Linked DNA regions of Rattus norvegicus: region 2 is linked to region 1. Evidence: chromatin contacts called from public Hi-C data. All regions are on one chromosome and are shown on one strand. The core of a region is the stretch at or near the end of the contact, and the rest is flanking DNA. Distances in the headings are between cores, read along the strand shown.

Region 1 (2,604 bases), core at 67-2,566:
GAGGGCTTTGTATGAAATACTCCCCGTGTCTTAACTTTAAGGAACATGTTAGAAACTTTTAGAAAATGTGATCAGCTACAGAGCCGGAGTCACACAAGGAAGATGTCCTCTTTGAGTTGGAGTCTGATCGGGAGTCCCCATGTTAGGTCATCCCAACCTTATCCTTGATTGACACAGACTCGTGAGCTACAAGGTCTCCAAGTCTTCACAGGGGGCTTTGATCAAATGAGACAGAAAAAGGAACAACGACAAGAGGGGTATTGGGAGAAAGAGGAGAATGTTCATCCTGAGTCGTTGAGTTCTACTAGTTGAAGTAATTTTGGGACATGGGGCGAAGCTGGAGAGATAGGGTGACTCTGTCAAGGATCTTTCTAAAAGAAATAGCCCACTCTTTAAGTCAGTTCCTTACTGAGCAGTGTGTGTGTGTGTGTGTATCTGTATGTGTGTGTGTGTGTGGTCTGTGTGTGTGTATTTGTGTGTGTGTGTCTGTGTATGTGTGTGTGGTCTCTGTGTGTGTATTTGTGTGTGTGTCTGTGTATGTGTATGTGTATGTGTGTATGTGTGTGTGTGTCTGTGTGTCTGTGTATGTGTCTGTGTGTGTGTGTGTTTCTGTGTGTGTGTGGGTCTCTGTGTGTGTGTATCTGTGTGTGTGTATGTCTGTGTGTATGTGTGTGTGTGTGTGTGTGTGTGTGTTTGTGTGTGAGTCTTGTCACGGGAACGGCTTAAGTACAAATAGAATAGATGTCTTCTCAGTGGGAAGACACGGTAAAGAGAATCTGTCTCTGGAGTAGAAGTTCAGGCTGTGTGGCCTCTCGGATTCCCAGATCTACACTCTATGGTAGTGAGCAACAATGTGCAATTCTGTTTAATTCTGTACTCCATGATGGGGAAGATTTAATCAGCCGAGAAGACGTCAAGCAAAGAGTAGACAGTGTGTGTTCGAGAAAGTACCAACCAAACAGTCGAGTTTGCCTAATCTAGGGAACCCAGTGGACTCCACCGGAATTGTGCTGCTGTGTAGGACTGCTCGGGAGAGAAGAGGAAGAAGAGACTTCGTGGCTTTGGATATCTCAGCATTTCCAAGGCGACAGGAATATTTGGCCTTCTGCTAATCAAAAACTGACCTCATGACAATCCTAAAAGGGAAGGCAGAGACTAGCTCAGGTGAAAATCATCTGGCTATGCTGCATTTTCTTAGAGGACAGAGCCTCAAGGCTAACTCAGGGAACGAAAGTCAGTCTGGGAATGGATGATCCCAGCTGGTCTGAGGGGGCGGAAGTGGGACTTGTTTGACCTTCTAACGGTCGCCGCGGCATCTGCCAAGACCATAAGCCCCAGAGAATGGCTGGCTCTTGAAGTACATCACATGAACTCCGGAGACTGATAAAAGCAAAATAAAATATTTCCACATAGTCTGTGTGCTGAAGAAGAGAATTACAGCTGTGATATGACTTGGCTTGCTCTTACCCAAGGCCTTGAGCTATTAACAAGCCCAGTTTTCTAGATAAAATAAGTCCATGTGAACCCAGCAAAGGCCTTCATGATATCTTTCTATCTAGAGTTTGGTTAAATCATACGTGGTTTTTTTTTTTTTTTTTTTTTTTGGATGTGTTTGATATTTCTTTCTGCTGCCTAAAGAGAAAGGCTTACATTGAGTGTGGGAGAGTTAAGAGCCCCACTGTTTACCTGGATTCTTGACCGCCGTCTTTTCTTGGCAAAGGGCATCCCCAGTGTCATAGATGCTTGGGGGGCTATTCTGAGGTGTCTCCCCAGGCATCTCACTGTCCCCAGAGCCACTCTGCCTCCTTCCTGGGGTTTGTGTGCCTGAGGCACAGGGAGAAGTTCACTTATCCACCAGTGCACAGTTGTGACCTGTCTTGTCTGGAAGTTAAGTATGTAAAATCTGTTGTCATCAACCACTTCAATGTTTTTGTTTGTTTGTTTTGTTTTGTTTTTTTCTCACGAAGAATTAGATGTATTGAACACTTTCCCCAGTCACCTCATGTTTCTAAAGACCCTTTTTACAAAACAAGCCCTATTTGTATCCCTCTGTTTCCTCTCCAGAGGCATTGTAGACAACATTCTAATGATTACAGAAAGCCAGCTTTCGACCTCAAATAGATAACAATCTAGCCCACAACAGAGAAAGTATTTCAGCTTTCTCCTGGTGATGTGTGTTAGGAGGATGTGAATCCAGACACTGGCTCATGACTTATAATGATCCGGAAGTTCAGGTTGGCTCTAGATCTTAAGAACAATGGATATTTTCAAGGTTCCTTGGCTCTGGCATCCTTGATGCTACTACAGTAGTTAACCACGTTCTACGGTGGAATAGGCATGAAGTGAGGTTACTATAGACTGACTGGAAGCACTTGTGCTGTTGCAATGGACTCCTATCGGGGGAGGGGGCTCCCATCTCATTTGAATGTGTGCTCAAAGGAGCAGCTGCTAAAGTCATTTAACACCCCACTGCCCAGCCCCTATGCTGCTTGCTGCTTCCGAATTTTGGTCAGAGCAAAAGCAGATCCTAGCAAGGACTCACTAAGCTCCCTGACCTGGCCCAGAACCACACCCTTGCTCCTCTTCAGTTCATTTGGCTTGCGG
Region 2 (2,604 bases), core at 59-2,558, 1.2 Mb after region 1:
TGATGGAGAAGCCAGAGCATAAACATGGTTTCAAAAAAATTCAAAAGAAAGAAAGGTGCTTCTATGCGCAGAGCAGCAAGGAAATCCCCTGAGGGTCTGGCCTTGCAGCTGGTAGCCCAGGCCACTCCCAAGCTGCTCCCCCACAGGGCAGCAGTGTTAGCAATCGGTTCGAGCATCGAATATGAGAGTCCACAGGAAGAGTGAGTTTTCGTGTGTGTGTATATATTTTTTTACATCCAGATTAAATTAACTCATGGAATTTTCCACCCTTGGGAATTAAAGTAGCAGTTCATGAAGTAATATGGTTATGTCATTCATACCAAAACAGAAAATACTGGTATAGCTTGGCACCGTTTAAAAGCCAAACTGAGGCCTTGGCCATTTTATATTTCTTCAAATTCCCTGGCTGTTGTGTTAGTTTAACTTTTATTGTGGCTGTAAATTTTTCAAATCAAGTATTTTAGCCGATTAAAAAACATGTGTTTCAAACAAACGAAACAAAACCAAAAAAAAACAAAAAACAAAAAACAAAACAAAACCCAGGTTCACAGCAAGAAGAGGGTTTAGGAAAACTTCAGCTTTGGGGCTAAAAACTGAAAGACGGGAAGCTACATTTTCTGTCAGATCTAATTGGTTGACATTCACAGTTGTGCTTAATTATGGCTTCCACTCCGTCCATAAATCATCTGAGAGCCATAAAGCTGAGTGCAGCCAAAAGATCTGTCCGATATTAGTAAGGGGAAGCGCTGTCGTACCATAGCCATATGCCCTTGAAAGCGGCTAATTGGACATATTGTGAAAAGCCACAGAACTGAGTTTGCACATTTTCATTTCACATACGCCTCTTCCCCAGCTTCTGCACAAGTGCCCCTCTGCAGTAGAGCTGCGTGTGTGTGTGTGTGTGTGTGTGTGTGTGTGTGTGTGTGTGTGTGAAAGTTATTGGAGAGTGGTAGTCTCTGGGTAACATTTCTGTAAGCTGCCCAATTTTCCCCCTGTAGACTAGATGGGAAACAGCTGCTTTTTGTTTTAAAAGCTGTTTTGAGAACTGTCTGAATCTTGAGATATAGAACTGAGGTCACTGCGAAAGCAGGTGCTCATGGACAAGTAAGAAAGCTGCCAGGGGCTGGCTGGCTCAGGAATCGGCTGCAGGGGACTTCCTCTTAGAGGAAAAAGTGGCGAAGTTTGCTCCCGTGTTTAGGACACCAGCGGGTTGGAGTAAGTAATCGCATTAGCAATACCGTTAGAAACAGAGTGTCCTTGAACACAGCTAGCCCTTAAGAGAGTAGTTAGCTCAGTGTGAAGGAATCCAAAATGGTCATTTCCTCTCCAGGGCTACAGATCCAAGGGTCTGAGGTTCTACGACTCCTCCGAGGTTTTCAGTGCTTGAGTTTCCTCTTTAAACATAGCAGTCGTGAAATAACCATTTTACATAAGTCACAGCCCAACTGCCTGGGTCTGGGGCAGGTTTTTTGTTTGTTTGTTTTTTGTTTCAGGGGTTTTTTGGTTTTGTTTTTCTCTTTTCTTTAAGGCTATCAAAGGAGAAAGGGAGGAATGAAGCCTGCTTGGCAAAATCCTCATTGAAGCAATTTTGACAAAAAAGCAAAAGAGAAACATGAGGAAGCACTAGAGATCAGAGCAGGGCAGGGCAGGTACCCCTTCTGAGGACGAAGGGGAATAAGCCTCCTCTTCCTCTGGGGGCAGGCAGTTATTAACAGCTGTTTATCCAGTCGGAATTGAGATTAACATTGTAAACTCTTTTAAAAAAAAAAATGGAAGAAAATCTGTTTGGGAAGTTGGCTCCATGTAACAGTTCTGCCTTGCCAAAAAAAACTTCCTTTCTCAGAACACATGTACTCAAGTTGAGCAATGTTGTGATTCTCTGAGATTACCAAAAAGTTTGTCCCCATTAACTAGGGCAGAAAGGGGCAGAGAGAAGCGAAGGCCTTTGCTGGATACGGTCCACCATAGACTTCACAGCATCCAACTAGCTATTGCGTCCGTCCCTGCTTCTCCATAGCCACTGTAAATGGCCCCTACCCTTCACCATCCTCCACTAAACCTTTGCCATGGTCAGACATGCACGGATAGACCTTCCACACACCTGCTCTTTGCAGCGACGCTCCGTGAAATATTGAACAAGGCACTTAGTGCATTGTGAGTCTTTTCGCCCCACCCCACCCCCCAAGAAAGAATTAAAAAAAAATGGATATTGGCATTTTTCCTTGATTTAATGCTACTCCTAATGTCATTTTCTTTTATTAAATCCTTTCTTTGGCTTTTGATCTTATTTATAGCAGCCACTGGTCATATGGAAGCCATTACTGTATGGCGGGAGATGAAAGCCTCCGTTGCAGTTAAATAAGAGGGAATCATTTGAGCCAATAATGCTCGCGTACAGCGAGGTGCCATGTGTGTCCGCAGTGCCCTGCGTATGTGCTTTGTAGCAGAGTTGTTGAGCTTTAGAATGGTCTGCTCGAAAAATCTGCTTTCTGTCAGAGGTATGTAGTCTGACAATATGAAAACACATGTTAACACAGAGCCTTGAGCTGTTTGCTTCATGTACAGAGAGGCAGAAAGACACAGAATTACACACACACACACACA

Evidence for each region. A called contact is a pair of places that touch in the nucleus more often than the background predicts.
Region 2: a contact with region 1 is called in a Hi-C map of kidney, with 8 times the contacts expected there. The contact joins two enhancer-like sites. A contact is called at or near these places in 10 of 12 Hi-C or Micro-C datasets (the A7r5 cell line, the Rat2 cell line, Schwann cells and 6 more).

What each region holds. Positions count from the first base shown.
Region 1 is chr18:64,349,330-64,351,933 of GRCr8, forward strand. All of the region lies in intron 1 of LOC102548061 (a long non-coding RNA gene), which reads left to right. Among named protein-coding and RNA genes, the nearest start is that of Mc2r, 60 kb to the left of the region's middle. Within about 2 kb of position 1,317, at least 10 of the 93 cell types and tissues checked have an H3K27ac peak or open chromatin away from gene starts, as enhancers often do.
Region 2 is chr18:65,539,978-65,542,581 of GRCr8, forward strand. All of the region lies in intron 14 of Tcf4 (transcription factor 4), which reads left to right. Among named protein-coding and RNA genes, the nearest start is that of Ccdc68, 280 kb to the right of the region's middle. Within about 2 kb of position 1,309, at least 27 of the 93 cell types and tissues checked have an H3K27ac peak or open chromatin away from gene starts, as enhancers often do.